Regions from separate parts of the Sus scrofa genome. Here region 1 is linked to region 2. Evidence: chromatin contacts called from public Hi-C data. All regions are on one chromosome and are shown on one strand. Each heading gives the region's core, a stretch centred on a gene start, on an enhancer-like site or on the middle of the called end of the contact. The rest is flanking DNA. Distances are from core to core; before and after follow the strand shown. Region 1 holds the start of PRDX6 (peroxiredoxin 6). Region 2 has its middle 60 kb from the start of PRDX6.

Region 1 (4,117 bases), core at 382-2,881, 60 kb after region 2:
TAGCCTTAAATTCAAATTACCTTCCTTTTCCTCTTCTCTTTCACCCCTACAAAAGGAATTAAAGCATAGAGCTTTTAAAACCAAAGCTTGGAGTCAAACTGGTTTACAGATTAAATTATAGTAGCTTCACAGAGTTTTCTAAAATGGCTAAGAAATTTTACCAGTAATCTTACAAGTCCTTGTACAGGAGAACTGAGCAAATATGATTGGCACGCATACACACGAAAACATCACTCCACTGAAAACTGAAATCTTAGTATGTGAGTCATTTTTCTTCACACTGCCATGTGCCTTCTCTAAGTCTGGGGACCACCATCCAGAGAATTTTTGGTAATTTTGGTCCATCTTCTCCACCCAAACTCCATCAGCATTTACGCTAGGTTTTTATCATAACTGTACATACCTCTGCCTTCCTTGTAAAACCATATCTCTCCTCTGTTATCAGCAGGCCTAGCACAATGCCTAGCACATAGTCGGCAACGCAAGGGTTATTGCATAAACTACTATCATCATCCAAATAATAGCTACTGTTGCCAGAGAACTTACTATGTAAATTAAGATGATTGTGGAAACGGATGCAGCTGACAATGGTAACCACTTATAGTTTACCTACATTAACCCAGAGGCTTTCTCAGACCAGACTATCCAATTCAAGATGCACCCCAGTCACCCTGTGGCACATAACCTTACTTTCTCTGAATAGGATTTACTACTGTTTAACATATTCTTGTTTAATTACGCCTCCCTCACTATAATGAAAGCTCCAAGAATACAGTCATTTTGTCTACCTTGTGCTTGGCACACAGAAAGCAAAGAAATGAATCTAAACTTCCCACTTTCTTGGGTGGAAGAGTTGACTTGCACACAATAGACCACAACAAATATGTTTTTAAATTTAGATTTAGATTTCAGGATAACTGTGTTGAATAGCTTATGATTCATAGTGAACTCTGGGAGTGGAATAAAAATAAAACTTTGTTCTCATTCCCCCAAGCACTTACTGACATAGGTGCTGGCATTTTTGCTGCAACAAGAAAGCCACTTCCTCTGACGTAAGGTGCCCCACATGTCTGGGTCTTGCCACATTCTCAGATACAGAAATCAGGATGGCTAGGCTGGCTGGGGCGGTCAGGATTCCAGACGCTCACACTAAGAGAGCAGGGAGTGGAGGGGTCGCGGGACCCCTCTGCTGGGAGTCGACCGTGAATGGGTGTCAGGAGGGTCTCCGCGGATTCTTGCGGCTCCGCAGGGCCGCTCTCAGCCTTGGGGCTCCCCTTCCTATTGCGTTCCGCTTCCTTTACCTCCAATGCCCAGAACGCACCCCCAAGATTCCAGAGGGCGACGTCATTGAGTCCCCTGTCACGTGAGGGATCCTGGCAGGTTAGAGGCCTGGCGAGGTGTTGGACCGCGCCCAGGGCTGTTCTGTCCCAGCCCTGCTTCAGACTACCGCCAGTTCCGGCCTCTCCTACCGCGCCCGCCAGCGTGGGCCCCGCCCACCCCGCCAAGGCCTGGCCCCGCCCCTCCCGCCCGCCGCGGCCCCGCCCATCTTGGCTGTGCTTTGGTCCCGCCCACCTTGCTCCCTCCTGTCCCGTCCCGCCCCGCCCCTTGAAGCCCCATTTATTCCTCCCCGCAACACCTACAAGGCTAGAACCAGCCATCCGTTAGCTGTCGCTGCTGGGCTTCTTCATCTTCCCGCGTCACTGCTGCCGCCATGCCCGGAGGTCTGCTTCTCGGGGACGAGGCTCCCAACTTCGAAGCCAATACTACCATCGGCCGCATCCGTTTCCACGACTTTCTGGGAGACTCGTAAGTGGCCAGTTTGTCGCCCTGCCCTGGGTTACGCCCGGACTCGGAGGTGCCTTCCCCTTTTTCTCCCTTCCGTCCTCCACCGCTTGCCGCCCGCCTCCTCCCGGCACCGGTTCCTGCACGTGCCTTTCCTATGTGCCCTGCCCCGCGGCGACAGATCGCCGCTGAGAGGAGGCGACCCTCTGGTCAGCCATGCGCCCGCCACTTGATCCTCTCCAGCCTCCCGGCCCCCGCATGGCTGGGCTGGCTTTAGAGAGGGGGAGGGGAACAAAATCAGGTCCTGGGAACTGCAGGCCAGTGCAGAGGAGGGTTTGTTGTCTATTTAATTCTGTCTTCTAAACTCTGCAAGTAGCGTGGTTCAGCCGAAACAGGGAGGAGGCAGGAGCCGAGCCTCATCTGCGGTCAGTTCCTGGGACTTGTGCCCAGGGTCTCACCTCCCTCCTTCGGTTCTGGAATTTGCTCCCTGGGGAAAGTGGGTGTCCAAGGCCAAAGTCAGAGGACACTGCTGCTGGCTGAAGGTTCAGGAAGGGCCCAGCGTGTTATCTGAGGGTTCTGCTTGCTGCAGTGGTATTTGCACAAAAAATTTGAAACCACTAGCTTGCCAAGTAAGTAGCTGAAAGACTTTTTACCCTGATCCTGCTCCAGTGGCCACAATATGATTTGATAACAGCTTTGGGAGGATCCCAGAACACTCTGTGTGTGGGTGTGTCCTTCACTCCAGAACCTGCAACACCTTGAGGCAAGGGCTTCCTGAGGTCGTTCAGTTGCAGTGATCCATGGCAGGCACCGGAGCACCCCACCTCCCCAGTTGTAGACCCTTTTGTTTCATAGCTGCGTGCCTCTCACTGCCCCCTCCCCCATCTGCCATGCTTCCAGCAGCACGTAGCCTTGCCGAATCGCTGACCCATGATCTAGCCTGGCAATCATACCACTATGACTTGGAGTACATGGGTGTAACCGTGGTTTTACAGCTCCTGAATAAGCAAACTTTAAGTTTATTACATTTAACATGAAACGGCCCAGATGTGTCTAGTTATGTTTCTGGAGTTCCAGTGGCCCCACTACACTGTGGTCCAAGGCTTTATGACCTTTGCTTTGTACCCTTTTTATATAGTGTCCAGGTATATGTAGTATATACAGAGGGCAAAGTTTATGAGATTAATCAGTGCTTGGACAGACCCATGCAGAGCACCTGGGAGAGATTCTTAAACTTAGTCCTAACCACCCCCCTTTTAAATTCCTTAAATCCATTTTCCAGCCACTGATTAAGGGAAAAGCTAAGTTTTTTGAAAGAGAACTAGGCTAGAAAAAGGATGAGAAATGGAACATTCAGACCTTAAAGACAGGGAAGGGCTTCGGAAATACAGACTATGTCCAGTCTCATACTTGAAATCTAGGTATTAGTATTTCTCCAAGACTCCAAAGGATTTTCAGAGAATGTTTCTTCCCACTCCAATCTACAGCCCTCACCTCCCATAAAACAAAATCTTATCAGAACTCTTGAGTTAAATATATTAAAGATAACTATTAATATAAAGCATATTTACTGTAGCAATATTTATAAATGATGTAGCTATTTAAACTAACCCACTTGGTGGGGGTTAGGGGGAGTATTGTGTATTGGCCTTGACCTTGATTTGATTAATAGCGTGCCTTCTCAGGGAGTCACCAGTAAGAAGAGAAAAATATCTGCATTTATAAACAAATAATATACAAGTCAGTCTCAAACCAGGCAGGGGATAGTACTATTTCCTGCCCTACCCTAAAAATAAGTTTGAGCCTTTTATATCATTATAATGGATTTTTTTTTTCCTAATATAATTTTTCCAAACTCCATTCTTAAGGTGATCTCAATCCAGGTGATCCATTTTTGATCCAGTTGTGTTTTGGAGTAAAAAATTAAAATAATTTCGAACACTCTTGGTATCTACCCTGCCCTCGGCAACTGGAAACAACTAAGGGGTTTGTTTGGGGCTGCATTTGGTGAGTTTATTGAGCCTAATCACTCTTTCTGTATGCATGTAGTAGAAGCAGCTTCTTCACAGTGCATCTCCACCAAACAAAACATATATTTTCCTTAGGGTGATGAGGAGGGACCCTCCCTTAAAGGAGGAAACATTCTGTCTTTTGAAAATGAGGAAGGAAGGAAATAGGATAGTGTAATTGTATTACTCTGAAGAGCAGCAGTAGGGAGTTTTAGAGGGAGACAGGCCTTACACAGTAGGACATTCCCAGAGTTCCTATTCCCAGCCTTGTGGTAAGCTACAGAGTTTGGTTCTGAGGTGGCTTCAAAGGAGTTCCTTAACATGAT
Region 2 (4,181 bases), core at 1,130-3,629:
TTTTTAAATGAGGGCTTTTTCTGGATTATTCCAGAGGGCCCAGTATAATCTCAAGGGCTCCTACAAAAAGGATAAAAGACAATCAGTGAGAGAGAGAAGTTGGAAGATGCTAACAGCCTGCTAGCTTTGAAGATGGAGGAAGGGACATGAGCCAATGAATGAAGGCAGCCTCTAGAAGCTGGACAAAGCAAGGGAGAAGATTCAGTCCTCAATGCTCCAGAAGGAATACAGCTCTGCTGACATTCATGCTAGCAAAACCCAGTTCAGATTTCTGGCCTTTGGAACTATAAGATAATACATTTTTATTGTTTTAAGCCACTTCTTTTGTAGTAACTTTTCATAGCAGCTATAGGCAACCAATAAAACAGATGTAGGGAATGGGCTAGTCCTCATTAGCACGTGAGCAATGAAAGGTTGTGGGCAGATAACTTTTAAGCACAATTGATGGGTGGTTGGTCTACAGTAGTTCTCAGTAAGAATGAGAATGCCTTGCCCTCTCTAGGGAATATGGGGAAAGTTTGGAAATGTTTTTGTCACAACTGCAGGATGTTACTGGATATTACTGTCACGACTGGATATTACTGTCAACTAGAGACCAGGATGCTATTCAACATTCTACAATGCATAGGAAAGCCCCCCCATAACAAAGAATTGTCCAGTCCAAAATTTCAATAGTGTCAAGATTAAGGAAAAAATTGAATCTGATTCTGACCAAACCTCTAGATCAAACTATTAATGTATTAATTTACAGGAAAGAGAAGGTTCAGGATCCTGTTAAATAGCACCCCATGGATCCAATTAGAGAAATCTATTGGAAAAAGTTATGTTTTTCAACAGATTGTAAGAGTAATAAAAGACAAAGGGATATGGAACAGGGGAATCTACGGGATAAGAGACAAAATAACCAAGTGGAATACATAGACATAATTTGGATCCTAATTCAAATTTATTATAAAAAATGCACACACGCATTTATGAGACAACTCTAAATATTAGCTAGACGATTATGGCATGAAAGAATTATTGCTAACTCAGGTGAATTATTTGTGTCAAGGTAACTTTTTTTTAAAGGAGTCTGTATCTATTAGAACTACATGTTGAAATGTTTACAGATGAAACAATGTATCAAATTTCCTTCAAAATAATACAGGAGAGGGGCTGTGTGTGAAACCAGATTAGGCCATGAGTTGATCATTGTTGAAGTTGGTGAAGGGCACATGGGAGTTTATGATGCTATTCTTTCTACATTTATATGCTCAAAATTTTCCATATTAAAACAGTTTAAAAAGATTACGAAAATGTTTCTATTTTAAAATGTCTATTTTTCAGAGAGAGAATGGTCCCTCTCCCTTTCCTATACGCCCTCATCTCTCCAAATGATCTGTCACATTTGCCATGCTCAGAAATGTGCGCCTAAGCAAAATCAAAAAGAAAACATGGAGTTCCCGTCATGCCGCAGTGGTTAACGAATCCGACTAGGAACCATGAGGTGGCGGGTTCGATCCCTGCCCTTTCTCAGTGTGTTGAGGATGCACCGTTGCCCTGAGCTGTGGTGTAGGTTGCAGACGCGGCTTGGACCCCATGTTGCTGTGGCTCTGGCATAGGCTGGCGGCTACAGCTCCGATTCGATGCCTAGCCTGGGAACATCCATATGCCCCGGGAGCGGCCCAAGAAATGGCAAAAAGACAAAAAAAAAAAAAAAAAGAAAGAAAGAAAACATATGCAGAGTTCACTCACCATTTGTCAGGTGCCGAACAGAAAATATCCCAGTTTAGAATGTGCGGCATTCACTTGTAAAGAGAGAGAAGCTGGGAGGGGTGCTGTTGTTTACTAGATTCCCCTAGTTTTCTGTGGCTCTTGGAAGGAGGAATCCGTACTCAAAAGGCTGAAACCCAGTGCTTAAGCACAAGCTGGGCCGCCACCTCCACCTCCTGTGGGGAAAAAGACCTCCTGGCTCATCCACCTTTAAACCCCCACCACCGAGCACTGTGCAGCACTTGGTGGGCACTCTGCAAATGTTTGAGGAGGGAGGAGGAGGATTTAGCAGGCTTTGTTTTTAAGCAAGCATAAATAAATGTTTTGTGGAGTGTTAGCAACATCCTTCAGTCCTAATCAGAGAGTTTCCTTTTAGAATCACCACAACTGCAAAGTGACCTCACCAGCACAGACGCAGGGCTCCCCATCTTAGCAAGAAGTTTCAGGGAGGTGCTGGGCTGAGGCTGTCAGCTGCTGCTTTGTCAAATAAATCCTATACCTAAAATAACTACTCACACAGGCCCACTCAAGTGCTACAATTTTATTTTTAACCTTTATCATAGTCCTCAAGACAGGTGTGGAGGGCCTTGCCCACAGCCGTTGAGTCACACCTGAGCTCACTCCACCCACCCCTCCTGCTCTCCGGCTAGGGATCTACTCCCATAGAGCACAACCGCTGCACAGCAGAGAGGTGATAACACTGCATGATATACTTAAAAACTTGCTAAAAAGGTAGATTTGATGTCACGTGTTCTTATTACAAAAATAAGCAAACATATTACATAACTAAGTAGGGTGGGAGGAAACTTTTGGGAGGCAATGGGTATGTTTATGGCACATATGGTAATGGTTTCACAGGTGTACAGTTACCTCCAAACTCATTAAGTTGTGTTCATTAAAAACACTTGACCCTTGGGAATTGTTGTTGTGGCGCAGCGGAAACGAATCTGACTAGTATCCATGAGGATGCAGGTGTGATCCCTGGCCTCATCAGTGAGTCGGGGATCCAGCATTGCTGTGAGATGTGGTAATAGGCCATAGGCCGACATCTGCAGCTCTGGCTCGAGCCCTAGCCTGGAACTTCCACATGCTGCGCGTGCAGCCCTGAAAAGAAAAAACAAAAAATAAATAAACACTTGACCCTTGAACACAGGTTTGAACTGCCCAGGTCCCCTTGTATGCAGATTTTTTTCAATAACATACACTACAGTACCACATGATCAGTACCACACCATCAGTGGCTGAGTGAATCCACCAACACAGAGTTACAGATAAGAAGAAACCAAGGATTCAGAAGAACCACCGATACGGAGGGCCAACTACAAGTTATCCCCTGGGATTTTCAGCTTCCCAGGGGGTCAGTGTCTCAACCCCTGAGTTGTTGAAGGATCACTGTAGTTTTTTGCCTATCAATCATACCTCAATAAAGAAGGGTTGCTGAGCTTGCTATTCAAAGGAACCTGGGGTCAAAGAAAACAGAAGGTCTCCAGAGAACTCACTACTCAGGTAGCATTGAAAAAGGACAGCCGGCCAATCTGAATGGTCTTCATTTACCCAGCTGGATATCTATCTATTGTATACAAATATATCTCTTTTTTACTGAGGGTGCAGGATTCACAACTGCTTTCTTAGCATACTTCTGCCAGTCACCAATCTTTTTTACATTTTTATGTTTAATGTAAATAACTTTTTAAAAGTTTTCCACTTTGCCTGTGTCAAGAGCAGATGTTTTGAAAGAGCACAGTTGTGAAAACAAACATGTGATGGCCTAAGGAGTTAGGAGAGAGAATGCCAAAGAAAACACTTCGCAATGAGAGGGGAAAGTATCACGGGGAAGAGGACAGAACAGGGGTTTCGCTGCCTTCCTTACGTTGCTTGTTATGAGAACAATTAACCTGGCACTCACATTCCCTAAGGGATTCTTTTAAAAAGTGGACGCAGAGTAAATAGGACTCCATAGTTACAATAAAGAGCTGATGGAAGTGTTCGCAGCAGGAACCGATATCATACTCTATGAATAATTTTACAACATATGCAATCTCAACATTTATGTATTCTGTCACTTCGGTCAGAGGTAACTCAGGCAGTGTATTTAATCCTAAAAAAAATTCTCCAGACAAGAAACTCTTTCCCTAGAGCCCAAAGAGCCCACAAAGTCCTACCTTCTCAGATTCTCAAAGCTCAGCTGGGGTAAGGATAATTGACAGGCAAGCTTAGACCTACTTTGAAATCTTTTGCAAAATGAAGAATCCATTTATAATGCACATACCAGCCCTAAAGGGATGTTTGAAATCTTGCCATTCATCTTAATAAGATTTCTTAAAATGCTATTTAGCCAGTAATTATTTTTAAGTTTTCCCCACTTGAAGAGCTAAGAGCTAAAGAGCATATTTTACATATATATATAGTCAAATGAATATTTCTTA

What was found. Hi-C and Micro-C count contacts between places; a contact is called where the count stands out from the background.
Region 1: a Hi-C map of liver shows a contact between it and region 2, with 2.1 times the contacts expected there. The contact joins the promoter of PRDX6 here to the enhancer-like site in region 2. A contact is called at or near these places in 1 of 5 promoter capture datasets (fetal skeletal muscle), 4 of 47 Hi-C or Micro-C datasets (alveolar macrophages, liver and skeletal muscle) and 1 of 2 datasets of contacts at active chromatin or transcription factors (alveolar macrophages).

What each region holds. Positions count from the first base shown.
Region 1 is chr9:115,855,998-115,860,114 of Sscrofa11.1, forward strand. PRDX6 (peroxiredoxin 6) reads left to right here and starts at 1,632. Exons shown (of 5, transcript NM_214408.1): 1 at 1,632-1,806. The coding sequence starts at 1,712. It also overlaps a transcript of TNFSF4 not described here.
Region 2 is chr9:115,795,627-115,799,807 of Sscrofa11.1, forward strand. It overlaps a transcript of TNFSF4 not described here. Among named protein-coding and RNA genes, the nearest start is that of PRDX6, 60 kb to the right of the region's middle. Within about 2 kb of position 2,380, at least 8 of the 83 cell types and tissues checked have an H3K27ac peak or open chromatin away from gene starts, as enhancers often do. A contact at or near this core is called in liver, where this site is marked.